Linked DNA regions of Gossypium arboreum: region 2 is linked to region 1. The links are chromatin contacts, called in public Hi-C maps. All regions are on one chromosome and are shown on one strand. Each heading gives the region's core, a stretch centred on a gene start, on an enhancer-like site or on the middle of the called end of the contact. The rest is flanking DNA. Distances are from core to core; before and after follow the strand shown. Region 1 holds the start of LOC108474529. Region 2 holds the start of LOC108464524 (60S acidic ribosomal protein P2A-like).

Evidence for each region. A called contact is a pair of places that touch in the nucleus more often than the background predicts.
Region 2: a Hi-C map of leaf shows a contact between it and region 1, with 4 times the contacts expected there. The contact joins the promoter of LOC108464524 here to the promoter of LOC108474529 in region 1. A contact is called at or near these places in 2 of 5 Hi-C or Micro-C datasets (both in leaf).

What each region holds. Positions count from the first base shown.
Region 1 is chr2:112,314,116-112,320,857 of ASM2569848v2, forward strand. LOC108474529 reads right to left here and starts at 3,774. Exons shown (of 1, transcript XM_017776478.2): 1 at 2,739-3,774. The coding sequence starts at 3,665. The coding sequence ends at 2,904. It overlaps TRNAD-GUC (transfer RNA aspartic acid (anticodon GUC)), which reads left to right and starts at 4,165; the gene lies at 4,165-4,236. It overlaps LOC108475168 (purple acid phosphatase 22-like), which reads left to right and starts at 5,891. Exons shown (of 3, transcript XM_053021693.1): 1 at 5,891-6,124; 2 at 6,198-6,489. The coding sequence starts at 5,966.
Region 2 is chr2:112,576,405-112,583,146 of ASM2569848v2, forward strand. LOC108464524 (60S acidic ribosomal protein P2A-like) reads left to right here and starts at 3,714. Exons shown (of 4, transcript XM_017764873.2): 1 at 3,714-3,840; 2 at 3,936-4,046; 3 at 4,924-5,153; 4 at 5,239-5,445. The coding sequence starts at 3,959. The coding sequence ends at 5,265. It overlaps LOC108467230 (monodehydroascorbate reductase-like), which reads right to left. Exons shown (of 10, transcript XM_017767819.2): 10 at 6,525-6,742. The coding sequence ends at 6,682.

The sequences.
Region 1 (6,742 bases), core at 2,524-5,023:
TTTTATCGTATAATATTGTTTTAAAATGATAAAACTTGTCAAAGTGAAGTGATGGGTTTGAGAGGTAGAGCCAACTGCTACAACACAAGATAATAAAAAAATTTTAATCGAAAAAGGGAAAGGAAATTGAAAGCAACATTTAAGAAATCCAATTGTCTCAACAACCAAACTCAAAAACAGCATTTCTTTGTTTAGTTCAATGGTAGTTGTGTTTTTAAGGAAAATTAAAGGAATACAAACAATTAATAAAAAATTATTTTATTATTAAATCTTTTTTAAGACTAGAATTAGTCCTTCATGGTCTTATTGGCCAACTAACAAAATCAACAATCATATAATTTTATACACTTATCAATTAATCAGATGATGATGAAACGTGATAAAAAATGTTTCTAGTTCAATAAAATCTTGAAAAAGACTTTAGCTTCAGCTTGGGCATACCCCATACATGCTCTAGGACCCTTGGTGCTTAAAAAATATTGAATATTAAACCTATATATCACCTATAGTTAAAGGATGAAAGGGATTATGTCCCTTGTGCAAGACTGAAATAGTAATACATATTTACACATCCCACCAACAATAAGAATGCAGGTAAAAGAAAAGGTAAATTTGCAGCTTGCAGATGTAATCTACGCATATAGCAGTTTTGAAGGGAACTATTAGAACTAGAAGTTATGCTATTAAGTTCCATGCCTACCATAGAAACCTGCAGTCCTACCTACGCGCTCTTAAAATTCTATACTTAAAAAAGCCTGTAATATATCCAAGACTGAAAACCTGTGAAAGTATTGTGACGACATTGTAAAGACCCTTTGAACTAAAAGTTATGCTTTTCGGGCCAATGTCTACCATAGAAACCTGCATGTCTTGCGTATGTACTCTGAGAATTCAATACTTAAAAGGAGTCATACAAAGTAATCAGTATTCCAAGATTCAGAACTTATGAATGCTTCGTGACAACATCCCACCTTAGAAACGAGCAAGATATATGAGGTTTAAGGAAGAAAACAGCAACAATCAAGAGAATTAGGTTTGTAAAACTAGTTAGAAAAAAGTAGGGACAGCATATATATACATACATATATAAAAGACTTTCTTGCAAGTGAAGTTACTAGACTTTCCTGCAAATAAAATTTTATTTTTAACCCTAAACCCTGAAGAAAACTAATAATCTTTGCTATCTAAAATGAATCTGTAGGAAACTTAATCACATAAGAATTAGAGCTTGCTAAATTTGTAGGGCACTCAATCACACAAGTCAGAAACATTAAAAACTGGACTGATATGCAAATCTGTTGGCAACTCAATCACATGAGATGAGCATTAGAATTTATTTTCTTTAACATCTTACATGACCTAAACTTCTTTGGCTTCAATTTGTGATGAGTTCCCTAAAACTGAACTTAATTTATATTTAGTCTAATGATGTAAATCCAAGCACTAATGCACAGAGTCTATATTATAAAATGACACCTCAAGAACTTCCACACCAAAAAACTGATCTAAATTTATATTTAGCCTGTAAAACTGTAAAAAGAGATAAAAATCATCATTATTCTCAAGAGAATCAAGGACCCAAAGTGAAAAACAATCTTTCCTCATGCCCAAAGAGATGTTTTCTCCTTATTGCCTTAATATGCTTTGCCAGGATGAGTAAATAGTTTTATTGAAGATAATGGCTAACACCAAGGATCTCTCAGAACCCATCTCCAACAACATAGTACTTGATAAAACAGAATGATCAGAGTAACTTGATCATGAATTATATCTAATATTGACGCAAATAGAAAACAATGAAGAAGGTAAAATCCTATTTCAAGCCCTCAAACAAACTTATCTTCTATCTTATGTGGACCCCTGATTCAGGTACGTGTTTCTACTCAATAAAATGAACCATTGGATAGCTTGATGATGAATTAAACTAATAGTCAAGTGAAAAGATAACAATGAAGAAGGAAAAAGCCTATTTCAAGTCCTCAAACAAGTTTATCTTCTTCTATCTTAAGTGGACTCTTGATTAGGGTACATGATTGTACTCAATAAAACAAAATCATCCGACTAGCTTGATCATTAATGAAATCAAATATTCATGCAAATAGGTGATGATGAAGAAGGTAAAATCCCATTTCAAGCCCTCAAACAAGTTTATCTTATCTTATGTGGACCCATAATTCAAGTCCGTGTTTCTACTCAATAAAACAGAACCATCCGGATAGCTTGATAATGAATTAAATCTAATAGTCATGCGGAGAGATGACAATGAAAAAGGGAAAAGCCTATTGCAAGTCCTCAAACAAGTTTATCTTCTTCTACCTTAAGTGGATTTGTGATTAGGGTACATGTTTGTACTCGATAAAACGGAACCATGCAAATAGCTAGATCATGAATAAATCAAATATTCATGCAAATAGGTGATAATGAAGAAGGTAAATTCCCATTTCACGTCCTCAAACAAGTTTATCTTCTTCTATCTTACTCAGGCTCAGGATTCGGGGAGCTTGATCATGAATTAAATCCAAAATTCACGTGATCGAATAATAATGAAGAAAGTAAAAGCCTATTTCAAGTCCTCAAACAAGTTTATATTTTTCTATATTAGTCGGATTTGGGATTCGGGTTCATGTCAAACACAAATATGCTCAATAATTTTTTCTAAAAAAATTAGGATACATTTGAAAGATCATATAGATATCCATGTCAAGTGAAAAAGAGCTCAATACAAACCGAGTAATAACTTTGAGCTAAAAAGGCAAATTTCTATGAAATTTCAGTTCTGTTCAACATTGTAGATATCAAAATTCAACCAAAAAAGAGAAAAAAAAGAAAACCTCTTTAGAATACATAGCAATTAGTATCCACTAAAAGAACCTAACCCTAGATACAAGCAAATTGTACTTCAATTAAAATATAACAAGAAGCGAAAACAAAGTGTAGATTAAGAAACAAGCGTACGATATAAGGCCGCGATGTTCTTCACCTCCATCAGCAAGTGCCACCATTAAATTGGTGCAAGCCCTAGTGGCCCAAACAACGAAAATCCCCGCCACGGCGTACCTAGCAACGCTAGTCCCCTGGGGAATAAAAAGCGATGCTGCAGAGAAGATCACCACCGGTAACATACAATAACCAACCACGCTCGTACACGTATGAAGATCTAGGTTGCCGTTGCGACCCGCTAACATATTGAAAACGACATAGAGGAAAATCGAGGAGACGACGATCCAGCCAAGGATGACGCCGAATTGGATCTTGCCAGCGAGGAGTTGGAATAAGCAGAGGGATAAGTAGAGAAAGATAGGGCCTGATAAGTCGGAGTCTTTATGGGCCGTCGGGTTCACCCGGAGAGGGTTGAGGATGGATCTGGTCTTGTACCAGATTTGATCCGGGTGGATACCGAGTTCATCGAGAAGGGGCTCTTCGTCTTCGAATGAAGCGGATCCGGTTGCTGCGGAGGAGGAGATTGAACCGCCTAAGGATACCGACGACGATGTGGCCGAACCCATATCAAAAGACATGAAGGGTAAAGCGGAAGAGGAGGAAGGAGGGCGTGAGGGTTGGAATGGCGCAGTGGGTACCCGGCGTTGGTTGATGTTTCCGACGGAAGGGTTGACTCCGCCGCCGGAGGGGAAGACCACCGGCGGCACCGTGAATTCTTTCGCCATTTCTTGTTAAAGCTACAAAGACTTGTTTTGTGGGTATCTAGAAATTACTAATTTTTTTCCGTGGAATCTTTTTGTGTTTCCAACTTTTAAGCTTGTTAATGGAATTTATTGGGCGCTGATTAGACCCGGCCCGACTTGCCGAGTTTTGGGTAATTTAATAAAATGTTTATTAAATTTTAATTATAAAAACATATTAAATATGAGAAAATATTTACTATGCAACGAGTAAAGTTTTTAGACTAAACAAGTAGTGTTAGAAAGTAAGCGTACATTGTCAACGTATTAAATGGGATATTACTATTCTTTCTTTTTCTTTATATATTTTTCATATTCATTTTACGGTTTGTATTCGGGATTCGTGGTTACCACTCTAAATAATTTTATCTCTAGAGGTAAGCGTTCGATGGAATTATGTGAAAATTTTTTTACTTAAATAAAGAGTTCCTAAACTCTTAATTTATTTACCAAAAGATATATACTTCTTTTCAAAAGCAACAAGGTCGTTGTAGTATAGTGGTAAGTATTCCCGCCTGTCACGCGGGTGACCCGGGTTCGATCCCCGGCAACGGCGATGTTTTTTTTCAATTTGAAAACTCGATTTCTGAGAAAGAGCCATGAAGAAGCTGTACTTTCAAATTATGTCTGATTAATACTTTTTCGGTATCGTCTCAATTTTCAAATCTATGCATGAAGATAGTTGAGTTGTTAGTCCAGAATATAGTGTTCTATGATAATTTAATGAAACTCACTAGTAACTCGTAGTGATTCTGAACCATTAAGTTTGTTTTTTCCCCCTGTAAACTATCAACATTAATGGATCCATTATCCAATTAAAGAGAGAACAATGATAATACTATATGACAAAAATGATGGAAATAGGAAGAACTTGGGTCCATATCTGGGGTCTTGATGTCTATAGGTTCGCCACTGTTATAATAGGAAGAACTTGGGTTAGAATTGAAGCTGAGGTTGAGGTGGTCAGTAATGGTAATGGCTGAATTTTTTGGCTTAGAGTAGGTGGGGTTGGAGAATTTTTGGTTAAGCTCAGATAATAGCGCTTGATTCTCCTCGTTGAGAAGCTTTGCTTTCTTCCTCAACCTCTCATTCTGTTTCAGTATGTAACAGTTCTTCATGTATAGCTCTAAGTTCAGCTTTTCCATGACTATCCAAACTTCCTTCAACTTGCCTGTAATGCCCCCCTGAAACCCAGTTAAAAAACCAATGGGGTTTTAGGATAAAAGAAACCACTGTAATTGACACAAATTATATGTATGTATTTACGTACGCATGGCATTAAAGATCACTAATATAAAACTGGTTATCTTATTAGTGGAGAAACAAGCAGGTGGATGATGGCAAATGATACTTGTTTTGTGAGTAATATTTTGTAGGAGCAACCCTATATGGTCTATATATAGGGGATTATAATTAGGGCAATAGCTGCCCAGGACTCTTTCGGCTGGCCTATACATGAAAGAAAGGGATAAAGGTTATTACAAGGTCGACTGCAGATTGAACATGTTGGAATTACTACTACATGTGCTTATGTTACTCTTAGACATAGATTTGTTCTTTTTTGCTTTGTATTCAAGTAGAATGATGGTTCCAGTTGGTATAAAAGAAGGGGCCGAAAGTAATTAAAAGGGGAAAAAAACAGATAAAGAAGACAAGTTTAGACATGTAGAAAGACAGGGGGGGCTTAAAAACAAAGAATAAAGGTGAAGCTTTTAGAAGCTACTCTGCTAATTCAAAATACATTAAATAGTAAAAAGACTAATTTAATCTGTGATTTTTATAATGAAAATATAACTTTTTTCGCATGATAGAATAATGAAAAATAAAATAAAATAAAATAATTTTTACGTTTATATATAGATTTAAACTAGTACTAAAAATTTGATATTTAAATACGTTTGTATGTATTGGGACCTTATTTGTCCCTGTATATGAAGTTTCTCTTCATGTTTGAACAGCTTCTTGAATTGCATGTTTGGTGACCATGTCGTATCCCTTCTTCAGGCAGTTGTCTAGATATACATATTTTATATATACATACAAACAATCAAAGTTAAAGAACCGGCTCTACACTTGTCATTTGCTGCAAGTATATTGAGAAATTTTCCAATTGGTTTACTTGACGCCATCTAAATCTTATACATACAAACATATTATATATATGTATGTATGTATATTATATATATATATATATATGTATATATAACCAGCTCAAAGATTCCTTGTTATAAATAAATCTGAAGACTCCAATTCAGGAACATCCTACCTTAAACAACTAAAAGATTATGGCAATACCATGGCCTAAGCATTCCTTGCATCTCCTTTTAACAATGATCTTCTTCATCTCTCAAACCACGTACACATTACAAATCCATTATATTCGATATCCTCCTCGACAATTAATCGATACTCCACATCGTCGATCCAAATCCGACCCTCAACAGGTTGATATTGTCTATTATTCATTATTTTCTCACGTCTTTTCATGTATTAATATTTTTCATCTTCCTTTTTCAGGCACATATTTCTTTTGCGGGCAAAGATTACATGAGGGTGACTTGGATAACAGAAGATAAAGACGTGCCATCAATAGTAGAATATGGGAAGATTTCTGGGAAATACAATAATATTATTGAGGGAGATAGTACTCGATATCGATACTTCTTTTACAGTTCAGAAAAAATACATCATGTTAAGATTGGACCATTGGAGCCATCAACAATGTATTACTATAAGTGTGGTGGATATGGTCCTGAGTTTTCCTTCAAGACACCTCCTTCAACTTTTCCTATTGAATTTGTTGTGGTTGGTAAGTAAAGATTTTTTTTTTATATGGTGTTTATATTTCGGTTTAAATTTTACATTTTATTCAATTTAAAATTTTTATTTTTTCATTAATATTATTAGTATATTTCCTCTAAATCTACTTCTATCAAATTTATATACTGAGTTGGTATGTAATGGTAGCAAATTTTGATGGACATCAATGGTTGAATTAGATTTTTAAAATTGAAAAAACTGTGAAATTAAATTTAAAACTTTATCCAAGTATAGATTGAAAT
Region 2 (6,742 bases), core at 2,464-4,963, 260 kb after region 1:
CCAGACCCACAAGGATCTGTCAACCTTCAGACCGGAGGAGCCAACGTCAACTAAATCGACACCAAAAAAGTAAATAAACTCCCTTTTTTAGATTCGTCAAGTAGATTCAAAATAAAGTAAAAAAAAGAATAAGAACAGAGAAAAAAATGCGAATCACCTTTGGTAAACTGTTTTTTAATTGATTTCTTTTTTTTTTTTCGTCCCCCTTTAATACAATTGAAAAGATGGCTTTATAGCCGAAAAATAGAAACAATACAACATTTTTTGTCTCTTTTTCTTCTTCTGCTATTGTGCTCTGCTGCCATTTTTTCATGTTTCGCAGGTACAAGGCCAGCTAAGGCGTACGGAGGAAGCGACGTGGCTTGTGGTGGTCCGTGAAGGCCGTACAGAGGCGCGCTGGAGGCTGTACGAGGGTTGGGAGGCCAGCTGCAGTGCAAGGGAAGCCCTAGTTTCTTTTTCTAAAATATTTTGAGCTATTTGGGCTTTGAATTTTTTGGGCTAGGGTAGAATGGACTTGTGGGCTGTTAATGATATTTAGATTTTTACTTATTTTTGTTTTTTTTATTTTGGGTTTATAGGCTCGGGCTAAATTAGGCCTCTACACTTTATTTTAAATAGTTTTATACATTATTTATTTTAGATTTTTTTACATATTAGTTCTCTTAAACTATTTTATGTATCATTTATTTAAAATTGATTTATAGGATTCATTTCAAATTGTTTTATTGTATATTATTTTAAGTTATGTACATATATATATTTTTAAAACTAGTTACTTTAAACGGTTTTATTGCATATTATCTTAAATTATTTTATAATTTATTTATTTTATGTTTTATATATATACTATTTATTTTAAGTTTTTACATATTATATATTTTAAATTTTTATATATATTATGTAGTTCAAATTATTTTATATGTCATTTATTTTAAAAAATTTATATATTGTTTATTTCAAATTGTTTTATTATTATTCACTTTAAATTTTTATATTTATATTATTTATTTGAGACTTTTTTATTCGTTTTCAATTGTTCTTATACACTATTTATTTTAAACTATTATTTACTTGAAATTGTTTTATATTATTTTATTTATTTCATTTTCTTGATTGTTAATATTGGAATTTAAGTGACATCATTACGTGATTATTGCCATTATATGTATTATAATTCTTTTATTCGTATTTCCATCTCATTGTCACTCACTTGTATAATATTGTATTCATGTATCATTGTTCCATGCTCATTACTATATTTTTATTTCATGTCATCGCATCGTGAATTTGGCTCTAATGTATTTATCCAATATAGATTATTTCATTTTTCTCCAAACAAAATAAACTCACATTGCGAAGTGTCATACTCGCTATATTTCAAAAAAGAAAATTTTCTAAATAAGGTAATATTTCGTGTTTTAGGAAATTCGAGGAATCGTGCCCTAACTTATGGGGTTTCAGTTTTCTCGTTAAACCTAAATGGCCAAATATCCTTTTAAGTTCCAAAACACATGAAATTTCAATTAAAATTAAAGACAAACTTGTGCTCGGGAGTTCATGGTATCGCGTCCTAACTTACGGGATGTGATACTCCGATATCTCGAGACGAAGAAATCTTTAGCAATTATTTTGATTTAATTCAAGTATTTTTAAAATTGACGTTAATAAAAACGATCGTATTTTAAATCCGTTCCCGATTTTCAACTTTCGACATTAAGATACTAACTAACAACCCGGTACCAATTTTGGGCGTGACGAGGGTGATAATCCTTCCTCGCACGTAACCAACTCCCGAACCTGTTCTCTCGAGTTTCGTAGACCAAAAACACCGTTTTAATAAACTAAAACATTTTATTAAAGTAAAGGTGATCCGATCATACCCAATAAAGATCGGTGACGACTCTCTTTTTAATTTTTATTTTCAAACAAAATCGATTCCCGTCTTCCAAAAAAATAGCTTCGACAAGTGGCATATTTGAACATTCATCAAATCAAAGAACATAACAAAGAGGAAACGCAATCGAGAGAAGTTCATGCTCATAAAGGTGCAAAGATAGATATTCGTTTAAAATTTTACTTTTTTTTACTTCTTTATATGAATTAAATTTTGTATTGAATTTTAATTTTTAGAAATTGTATATAGGTTTAGTTTTATTAATTGTGTTTGAATAATTTACTATAATTTGTGGATGGTTTAAAATAATAATAATCAATAAACCAAGTTTATAAACAGTGATGTTGGGTGGTTTACTTTGCTTAAGGTAAGGTGGAGAGCCGGAGAGATAGAGTGTGATACATTTTCTACTTTATTTTTTTTTCTAATTTTTTTATTTATTATTTTATTTATTACTTGTTCTCAAATTTCTTCTTTTAGTGTTTTTATTTTCTTTATTTCTAAATTTGTTTATTTCTTTTTTACAAGTCAGATTTTAATCTTTTTTTCTCAAGTCGAACAATTTGAATACAATTCTTTTTCCACTCTATTCCCTATCAGAGAGATAGAGAATATCCCATTTTCAGTATGGACTAAAGGTTTATATACCCTTAACAATGATTCTGAAGTGTCATGTGTTGTCTTTCCATGAGTGAGCCCAAGTCAAGTTACCCAAGTAGTATGCCACTATAGGTCTAGATAGGGTGACGATTGGACACATTATTAAGCACTTCAAATAGGATATGAAAGTTGGTGTTAGTAGTGATGGTTAATGTGTGGGGTCCACTTGGGTGTGTAGTTGAGGAGTATATGCTAGAAGTTGCCCTCAAAGGGTTATTTGAGGAGTATTTGATGTCTACGATGGGTGGATGCTCAAAAAAATGTGTTCGAGGACTAGGAGGTATAACATTCCTCAAATCTTTTGTAAAGAAAAAAAAATAGAGGGAAATAAAGAAAGTGAAAAAATTTTGTTGATATCAATTGGAAAAAAAAAAGGGAAGTTAAAAGAAAACAATTAAATTACTCAAAAGAAAAAATATAGGGATTAGAGGTACAATTTGACCTAAAAATTTCGTTTGAAATGGCAATTTAACTAAACTTGTTCATGAATTAGTTACCTGCCCAAGCTCGAAAGTCTACTTAAAATTTACGAGAGTTTGGAAAAAAAAATTAGGTTTGAAAACGGGCTTGGAAAAAAAAACTAAGCTCATTCAAAATATAGGTTAAACTCAGACTGTAGCTCAAACATTCAAGGCCCAAATCCAGCTCATATTCTATGTTTTAATGTATTATAGTATGTTATTTATATCTATTATATAATTTATAATACATAAAAACTAAATTTATAATAATATATAATACTATAATGTAAATATCAAAAAATACTTTTAAGATGCGTATATTTAATTTTTAATAAACTAAAAATATAAAATTTATTAAAATATTAAATTGAAAATATTTTAAAATTTTTAAAAAATGATATAGACGAGACTAAAATAGACTTATGTTAACCAATTATAAATATAGATGAGTTTGGGCAAATTTTTAACTCATATTTTGGTCAGTGAAGCTTAAGTATGTATAAAATGTGTTAATATCATAATTTAATTTGACCCAACTTATGAACACCTACCCGATCAATTTTTTGTTACATCATTAATGACTCAATTACCAAAAATGATAGAAAATGAATAACGTTAATGATCATTTCGTAACAAATTAATGTTTGATGACTAAAACATAATTTAAAACATATATAAATGACTATTTCTTTTAGTTTACCCTTTTTGAAAATCTTATTTTCTCTTTTAAGCCTAAAACCCTAATTTGCAAATATCATATAAAGCTTGTCACGGCCTTTGTTATTTCCATTTGAAAACCCAGGGTTTCTTCCATAGCCGCCCCTGGTTTGTCTCTTCTTCTCTTTCATCTCCTTTGCTTAAACTTTCGTTTTCCTCCATTGGCTTTATAGTTGTAACTTAATTGTTGTTTTTCTTTACAGAAATTATATAGAAGAGAGAGAGAATGAAGGTTGTTGCTGCTTATTTGTTGGCTGTTTTGGGAGGCAACACTTCCCCTTCAGCTGATGATCTTAAGGCCATTCTTGGCTCTGGTAAACTATTTTCACCTTCTTCTTCTTTTTTTTTGATTTGACTGCTATGTTTCCTTTTATCTGTTTCAATCTCTGCACTTGGTAATCCATTTGTTTGTAAATTGTATTTGCACCTTTTTTCATAGGTTTGATCCAAAAGTTTAGATTTCTTGTGTTGTAACCTGTTTTTTTGTGAATGTCAATTTGATTATGAGGTGGGTTTCGTATAAAAATATAAACTTTGTACTGTATTTGTGTATTGGTTTGAGATTTCACATCTATATTGAACCCCTTAATTCAAAACATGTTTGGTTTAGAGAAATGTACGATGAATGAATACTAGAATGCAATTTGCTACTTCTATATAATTCAATATGGTAGTCTTTTTTGGTTTCATAAATAAATTTGAAGTTGGTAAACTCAATAATCTTATACTAATTTATATGCTAATGGTGTCATTACATTAATGGGATTGAATTGACATTTACAGAAGTGCTCAAATGAAGGTCAAACCTTTCAAAATGGTCAAGTGAAAAGTCAAACCGTTTTGAAAGCCCTCAAATAAGGGTTTTTCAAATGTCCTATATCAGTTTTCAAATTGTCTTTATTGTTTTCTTTTTTGTTTCAATCAATATCTGATTTAGCTGTTAGCTGAATTGCGTGAAAAGCCCTTATATGACCATTTTGAAAGGTTTGACCCTTATGCGAGCAATCCTAAAAGGTTAAGTCTCGAATTGAGCATTTAACTATTTCTGATTTAGCCAATTCCGATAACAAAGATGTAGAGTGAATTTCATTGCTTATCTATGTTTCTTTTTTGTCCATCAAACAAGGATATAACAATTCTGTATATAGACAGTGTTTCAAAAGATTTACATAAATATGATTTTGTTTACAGTTGGTGCTGAAGCTGAAGATGAAAGGATTCAACTTCTTTTATCTGAGGTCAAGGGCAAAGATATAACAGAGCTTATTGCATCCGGGAGGGAAAAGCTTGCCTCCGTTCCATCTGGTGGTGGTGGTGTTGCTGTTGCAGCTGCTGCTCCTGGTGCCGGTGCCGCTGCAGCTCCAGCTGCAGCCGAGGCTAAAAAAGAAGAGAAAGCTGAAGAGAAAGAAGAATCCGATGATGTAATAGCACTCCTAACCTCAATTACATGTTTTGTTCAATTAACTTTTGTTCTAATTAACTTTTGTTTTGTTCAATTTCTTGCAGGATATGGGATTCAGTCTCTTTGATTAAAGAGTTGGTATTTTGCAGAAATTCTCTTCTTTTTTTTTTCAAATTTAAGGCCAGTTTAGATTCTAAAATTTCGTTATTTTCGTTTTCAATTCGGGGATTCGATGAACAATGGCATATGTTTTTGCTTAAACTTAATGTTGCAATGAATTTTCCATAGTCTATTATGATGATTTTCTTGAATCTCATGGCAATTTTTTTTGCGAGTCTTTTTCATATATATATTGGGATGAACAAATATGCTACAATATTCATTGATATGTCCCAACTTATAAAATTTTTTCATATTTATTTGGTGATCAAATTTGTTCATATTCATGGTCTAATATGTCCAACACAGAAACAGTCATGTTTGGATGATATGTAGTGTTGGAAAATTCTAGAGGGTGTGCTTTTTAATATTTATATTATTTTTAATCTAATATTTAATAATTTAATATTATAATATTATATATTATTATAGATTTAATTTGTGTTATAAATTACAAAATATGTAAAAATAGCTTAAAATATTAGAAACTTAAATCTCTGTCACTTGTAGTTATTTATCATTCAAAGAATGAATGACTGAAAAATGATGATCCACGGATTCAATAATCTTTCTTACTTTTGAGATAACTAAAGCTTGCTATCCATTTTACTTTTGAGATAAGTAAAGCTTGCTATCCATTAGGAGAATACAATTTCTCCTCTGTTTCAGTCTTCTTTCTTTTTCAGTTTTCAATAAAAGTAAATAGCAGAATCATGGCTAGGAAACTATACCAATGACTTACATAATTTTATTGTAGAAATTTTCAAGATTAATGATTGGACGGACCATGCAAACTATAAATATTTTTCCTTGGATAGAGGAGATTATTCAATCTATTTGCGTATTGCTCATGATCTATATAATAACCGGGGTTTCCATTTTAAATTGAGATTCATTTTAAACGAGCAAAGAATATAATATTTTTGTCGAAACCTTTTTAAATTTCAGATGTGCCTTCAAATTTAGATAGATAATTTAATCCTTGAACATGCCTAAATTGGAAAAATTGTAGGCATTGAAGTTGCAACAAGCACTAGGCCAAGAAAATGCCATATTTAATCATATAGTTTCATCTATTAGTATAAATAAGTTATTTACACTAGTTCCGTTAAATAATTCTAATGTAAAAGATAACTAACCAATCAATCTAATTTATTAATAATAGTAGTGATGTAATATAATCTAATTTCTAATTTATTAATAATAGAAATGTAATGCGATAAAATTAAAATTTTATGACCTGATTGAAAGTTCATGATGGAGAATATAAATGATCCATATCAATCACAATTCAAAAGAAAACAAAGCAAACAGTATAGTCATAAGCTCAATCCAAAGGAAACCAAAAGCCAGTTGTGTTGGAACCGCATGGCAGGTATGTGAATCCATCAGATCTTACAGGCAAAAGAAAGACCTTCATGTTTCACAGCTTCCAAACTCTGAACTGAA